2 separate regions of the Triticum aestivum genome follow, and region 1 is linked to region 2. The links are chromatin contacts, called in public Hi-C maps. All regions are on one chromosome and are shown on one strand. The core of a region is the stretch at or near the end of the contact, and the rest is flanking DNA. Distances in the headings are between cores, read along the strand shown.

Evidence for each region. A called contact is a pair of places that touch in the nucleus more often than the background predicts.
Region 1: a contact with region 2 is called in a Hi-C map of root, with 8 times the contacts expected there. The contact joins the promoter of LOC123098251 here to the promoter of LOC123098249 in region 2. A contact is called at or near these places in 3 of 5 Hi-C or Micro-C datasets (leaf, root and an unstated tissue) and 1 of 1 datasets of contacts at active chromatin or transcription factors (leaf).

The regions. Positions count from the first base shown.
Region 1 is chr4D:415,168,334-415,171,768 of IWGSC CS RefSeq v2.1, forward strand. It overlaps LOC123098251 (probable inactive purple acid phosphatase 1), which reads right to left and starts at 2,027. Exons shown (of 12, transcript XM_044520192.1): 1 at 1,701-2,027; 2 at 1,340-1,431; 3 at 1,115-1,181; 4 at 903-1,025; 5 at 490-582; 6 at 1-19. The coding sequence starts at 1,862. It overlaps LOC123098252 (protein RIK), which reads right to left. Exons shown (of 12, transcript XM_044520193.1): 11 at 2,968-3,367; 12 at 2,553-2,874. The coding sequence ends at 2,819.
Region 2 is chr4D:414,869,172-414,872,397 of IWGSC CS RefSeq v2.1, forward strand. It overlaps LOC123098249 (replication protein A 70 kDa DNA-binding subunit B), which reads left to right and starts at 1,401. Exons shown (of 12, transcript XM_044520189.1): 1 at 1,401-1,663; 2 at 1,874-2,020; 3 at 2,109-2,324; 4 at 2,422-2,599; 5 at 2,696-2,963; 6 at 3,057-3,159. The coding sequence starts at 1,533.

The DNA of each region.
Region 1 (3,435 bases), core at 777-3,276, 300 kb after region 2:
TTGTCCATGTCACTGTCATCTAGCATCAAGTTATTTAACATCAATCAAGATCCTGAAAATATGGTACGGTATAATTCACAGAAGCGCTAGGCACATACTCCCTCCGTTCCGAATTACTTGTCGCAGGTATGGATGTATCTAGATGTATTTTAGTTCTAGATACATCCATTTCTGCGACGAGTAGTTTGGAACGGAGGGAGTAGTTCTTAAAGAAACTTTGAGGACAAAGAACAATTCTGAACATAAAACCTATAACTACTGCCCTAAATGAGAACTATCTGAAAGACATTAAATTCCTATTTCTGTCGCTCTGAAATTCCAGCTCCTTTCTGTTGGTCAGCCGATAGCTTCTGTTACAGAAACGGCCAAAGGAATAAGCTTGATTTCTCATCTATTTGCATTTGGCGTTTTTTTCCTCCATAGATCACAATGTACAACGTTCAGTTTATACCCATTCATTAATGAAATATTTAAGGAAATGGTACTTACTTCATCCCAGGACTTTCCTTGTGCCAAGCGTGGGTATACAGGAGCCTTCGGGTTTGCGAAAGTTATGCTATTTGAACGTGTGATAAGCTTCGGCTGTTATATTATATACAAAAGATGCAAATAGCCATGTTAGAGCAAGCACTATTTAACAGTCGCGCACTGATAAAAAATGAGAAGGCTAAAATAAATATTACTCCAGTGTATCTCAGCTGAAATGGCATTAACTGCCATGGTCTCAGAAAAGAAAAAACAGCATTGGCTATCAATCTACCATGCACAAAATCAGAGTGATCACTCTTCAACTCTCTCCCCCAGAAAAAATGAACGATGTTCAGTTTCAACTTCCAACACCCTGTGGTTCAGCGTAGTAAGCTGAGCTCCGATATGAACAAACAAGGAGCAATTGTACATACATTTGAGAGGCCTCCAGAAAACAATGCGAATGATATATCACTCCTCTGATTAATTATCTGAAGCCTCAAGGACCCCTTTCCGGTCTTGGCATAGTCGGCCGTCGTGTAGTTTGCATATTGGAACTGCCAAAAATGATACCTCATTATTCAGCATATGTTAAAAATGTTCCGAGGTCACACACGGAGGAAGAATCACGGAGAATGACACCAACCTTAATAGGAGCCGTGCACAAAAGAGGGGCCTCGACCCATTGGTTCTCCGACGGGCAAATGGAGTCACTGTTAAATACAGCAAAACGAATCTGTGAGTAAGCCAGTGTCCAATCCATCTTTCTTTTCTGCTCTTTTAATGAAGCCTTTAAATTCAGCAACGAGAAGCAGTGAAGAATAAACTGTCATGCCAGGGGAAATCATACTAGTCAAGATGTGCATCTTACCTGAAATTAGCAGGGGAAAAGACCCCAATCCAGTCATCCTTGGATGGCCTGGGGTTGTTAAACCCGATGGTCACCCATTCTTGGTCCTGCCCCTGTAACAAATGTGGTACAGCCGATTAATCTGACAGTGCATCAACTGCTTCAGTCAAATGCGGCCCTTTCGTTCTCTTCCAGGTCATGCTGCCAATTCGAGTTTCACTGGATATCTATCTACTGTATCTATCAGCAGCTACAGTGGCGCTGGTACTGACACTGATTGACCAAATTTAATTCCAGATGGGACCAAAATGCTCAAGCTCTGGACCTCGTGCGCATGGTGCTCGCGGGGCGGGAAGAAGGAACGATGGTGGGGAAAGCTCACCTGCAGGCCGAGGAGGAGCGGCGAGACGTCGACGGAGGCGCCCGGATGGATCGCCAAGGTGGCCCGGTGGACGCCGATCTTCGACAGCGGCTGCTCGCCGCCGGCAGCGGCCAACACGGCGGCGCTGAAGGCGACCAGCAGATGCACCAGAGCCGCCACCATCGTCGTTCCCGGCGACTCCCCAGAGCTCACAAACCACAGCAGCACAGTATTCGTATATATAGGATACTAATAGGCGAAGCGAGAGCAAATACTTTATGGAGCAGAATATCAGCAGATGGCCCGAGGAACGAGTGACGTCTAAGCTAAGCCATGGACAAAGAACCCGTCAGAAAAAAAAAGCCAGAGACAAAGAAAGTTCAGACGTTCACAGAAGGAAGAGAGGTCAAGATGAGATCGTTTAGGTGCCGTGCCACGTGTTCAGGGTCGCGTAAATCTTTCTTTATCCGTCTTGGAATTGAACTGTTTCGTGCCGTGTCGAATTCGCATTCCAAACGGCAAACAGAGGCTGCAAGTTGCCACACCTTTGTGCAAGGCAGCCACCGTGTGTGAGTAGACTATATTGATTATACTACCATGCAAAAAAAAGACTATTGATTATACTCCCTCTGTTCCTAATATACTAGGTTTTGGCAATTTCAATTTAAGCTGCCAAAACGTCATATATTTAGGAACCGAGCGAGTGCACAGTTTATAAAAAGGTACACTACAATGCTGACAGCACCTAAACACATACTCCCTCGGTCCTAAATTACTTGTCGCAAAAATGATAGAATTGAATGTATCTAGAACTAAAAATTTCTGCGACAAGTAATTGGGGGCGGAGGGAGTATCAACATATTGAAAGAATACTTAAGGAACCATGCTAGTTACTACTGTACTTCAGATGGGAAAATCACGTGTATCCAGATCAGGGGAATCTGTTGACCTGATAACATTGATACAAAATGACAAGCTCAACGACTTGTTGCGTTGAGAAAATGCATCAGGACTGTCTACCGGCATTTCCATTTCACAGCACTAGTGTTACCCACAGTACAGTTACACTACACGCTCATTCTCACACCGACGAAAATGGTTTCTGCCCTGAACTGGGAGTTGTATTCCCTCCAGGCACGCTAGTCCTCATCGTCGTCGTCATCATCCCCATAGTCCATAAGCTTCAGCAGAGTATCTGAAAATGGACGCAAAGATAATATATTAAGCTTACAGAAGTTAGATTAGATCTATATATACAAAATGTTATATCATGGTGCTCCTCTATTACCAGAAACAGATGCAATACTTGGCTTTTCCTCTTTAGGCTCCTTCGAAGGTGGTGCAGCAGAACTCGCGTCCAACGATCTCAGAGGCGCCAACGGCTCCTTTAGGGCTGAATGCCTATTCTCATTTCTTAACACTTCATTTGAAGGGAACTTAGGTGGTGGCGGAGGCATGCTCCTGGGTGGTGGGGGTGGCATGCTATTAGGATATGGCAGTGACATGTTCTTGGGTGGTGGTGGTGGCGGCATGCTAGTGTATACAGACGGATGAGATGGATGTGGATCTTGTGGAAGTATCCTATTTGATCCAGGCTGAACTTTCATTGTAGGTGCAACCGATGAACTGTTCATTTTACCTAGATCATCTAAACCTGTCTTAACAAATTTGGACCCCTGTTGTGAGTTCTGGAAACATGAAACAAAAACACTTTCCCATCAAATTCCTTTGCATTGAATTAAATTAAAGCATATTA
Region 2 (3,226 bases), core at 151-2,650:
CACAAATGAAGCTCAATTTCATCGAAGGTCATGTTCAACTAGCAGAAACTGTGTTTGGCACACATCGGAGGTCATGTACTGCATATGTTCAAATTACAGAACAAGCAAGGAGTATCATCCAGTTGGATGATCCGATGACAGTTTCAATTTCAGTAACTGAAACTGAAATTGGATGATCTGCACCACCACAATGCTGGAGCCAAGAGGCCGGTCGCGCGCCAGCAGCTCAGGCGTTAATGCTCACCGTGGACGCAGCACTCACCGCGGTAGCGGCAGCGTGGCAATCAGGCGTCCGTGGCGTCTCGGCGAGCTCGTAGTGTTGCTAGTGGCAAGACGGATTGTTGCTTTCACAGGAAGATCTTGTTTGTTCTGTGTTGGGTTGTTTGGCGATGCATTGTTCAGATGTAGTCTTCCTAACGTTATCAATGCAGACCGTGCTGTCATTATTTGGGAGAAACTTGTATCCTCTATTCAGGCGTAGCCTGTTGGTCTGATGATAAGTTCTGGGTTCTGGATTACCGGAATTCTCTACCTGAGCCATATGAACTAGAGGGCTTTTGTTGAGTTTCTGATGCTTTGCTTCCCATTATGCAACATGGCATGTGTCCCAAAAGTTAGTGTACCAGCAGAAAAAAATGTCTTCAAAAGATCGTCATTTTTCACAGATTATTTGCATGTGTCGATAGGTGTTTTGGGCATTTGACATGAATGCCATGAAAATGATAAATTATATAGAACGATGAGCGGAAAGCTTTCAACTCTGAATGAAAGCAATTTATTTTGTTTTGGGCATTTGACATGAACAACGGGGGGTACTTGCAAAACTGTACCGCTGACCGGTCCGAGCTCTCAACTGCCACTTGTCGCACTGTGATTGGCTTTGGACCAAAACATCACATAGATGTGCAAGTTTTGGGAGGCCTCAGTTCACTTTTGCAACTTTTGGACTAAATCATCACATTACCCAAGTTCATGCATCTGGGGTGCTATTACCTCTTCCGCTCCCCAAGTCAGTATTTCCTCTTCCCACGGCCAGTGGACACAGTATTTCCCCCCTCAATCGTCTCACACACACTTCCTCTTTTTTTTGAGTGGTGTCTCACACACACTTCCGAATTCAAAAAAGGAATCACGTGTGGATGCTGGGCCCCAAAGCCCTCCTCTCGAACCAGTTGGGCCGAGAAAGCGGTACCACCACACCGCTAGCATATTTCTATCCCCCGCTCGCTCGCTTCTGGCGCGAAAACTCCCCCCAAATTTCTCCCGCCAGAGACACCAAAACGGAGCCAAAAAAAGAAAACCATCCACGCGCCTCCCGCCGTTCACAGAAACCCGCGGCAATTCGCAGGAACCCCAACCCCGCCCCCGCCCGCGCCCGCCAATTTCCCCCTCAAAAGCACCTTATAACCAGCGCGCAGATCCCATCCCTCTCCCAACTCCAAACCATCTCCGCCGCCGCCGCCGAACACCACCTCCACCGCCCACGAAATCTTCTCCCCGAAGACGCGCGAACCCCGCCGGAGACGAGAGGCATGGACGCCAAGTCGGTGACGCCGGGCGCCGTGGCTCTCATCCTCGCCAACCCCACGCCGGAGTCGCCCGACGACGTGCCGGAGATCGTCGTGCAGGTCCTCGACCTCAAGCCCATCGGCTCCCGCTTCACGTGAGTGCTCTCCCTCCTCCTGTCGACCCCCGCCGGATCTATCTGTCCCTTCTGCTCGTAGGCATAGCGCAACACGCAATCGCTCGTTTGTCTTCAGAATCTGTTAGATCTCTCCATTTTGCCCCGTACCGGCATAGATCTGTTCTTCTTTGCGCCAATTTCCCCCTGTATGACCTGTGACCCTGATGGACTGTTCTTGCTGCCTTGCAGTTTCATGGCCAGCGACGGGGAGGCGAAGGTCAAGGCGATCCTCTCCACCCACTTCGCGTCGGAGGTCCACTCCGGCAAGCTCCAGAACCTCGGCCTCGTCCGCATCCTCAACTACACGTGCAACGACATCCCACAAAAGACGGACAAGTAAGCACAATCCCCACTCCTGTTCCGCCGTTCTTACAGATCCGTTTCATCCTTCACTGAACACCGCGTTCTGTACGGTACACGGCAGGATGGTGATCATCACCAAGTGCGAGGTCGTGTCCCAGGCGCTCGACGCCGAGATCAAGAGCGAGGTCAGGATAGAAGAGCCAGCGGCTCTCATGAAGCCCAAGGAGGAGGCTGCGGTCCTCTCCAAGCCCATTGGCGGGGCCCCGGCTGCGATTATGCTGAAGCCGAGGCATGACGTGAAGTCCGCGTCCCAGATTGTTAGCGAGCAGCGCGGAAAGTAAGCTCTTCTTGCATATCCGCGTCCTTACTCTGCTGTTTTGCTGAGGAAATCTGTGAAGAATTGTTGCTCACTTATGTCACTTCTGTGTCTGCAGTGCTGCTCCCGCTGCTCGCTTGGCCATGACGAGACGGGTGCATCCTCTGATCTCCCTGAACCCCTACCAGGGGAACTGGGTCATCAAAGTGCGGGTCACAAGCAAGGGCAACCTCAGGTCATACAGGAATGCCCGTGGAGAAGGCCATGTCTTCAACGTAGAGCTCACTGATGAGGATGTAAGTTCCCCTGACAAATGTCGAACGCTTTCATGCATGTATTTGCTGAACCAAGCTGCGACTGTAAGCTGACTTTGCTTGATCTGTGTAATACAGGGCACCCAGATCCAGGCCACCATGTTCAACGAGCCTGCAAAGAAGTTCTATCCCGTGTTTGAGCTTGGGAAGGTCTACTACATCTCCAAGGGGTCGCTCAGAATTGCGAACAAGCAGTTCAAGACAGTCCAGAATGACTATGAGATGACCCTGAATGAGAATGCTGTTGTTGAAGAAGCTGAGGGTGAATCTTTCATTCCACCAGTGCAATACAACTTTGTCAAGATTGATATGCTGGGGCCATATGTTGGTGGCAGGGAGTTAGTAGGTGAGACTGAGTTGCTTGAATTCAGTGAGCTATATTAGTAATTCGTTGCTTTCAGACTGACTAATTTTACTCTGTTCCATCTTTTATCTGTAGATATCATTGGTGTTGTTCAGAGTGTATCACCTACTTTGAGTATCAGAAGAAAGATCGACAATGAGTCAATCCCAAAGCGTGACATTGTTGTTGCAGATGACTCGTAAGCATCAACTTAACTTGTTGATATCTTAACACGTGGTGTATGTGATATTGATAGCTTGAAATAT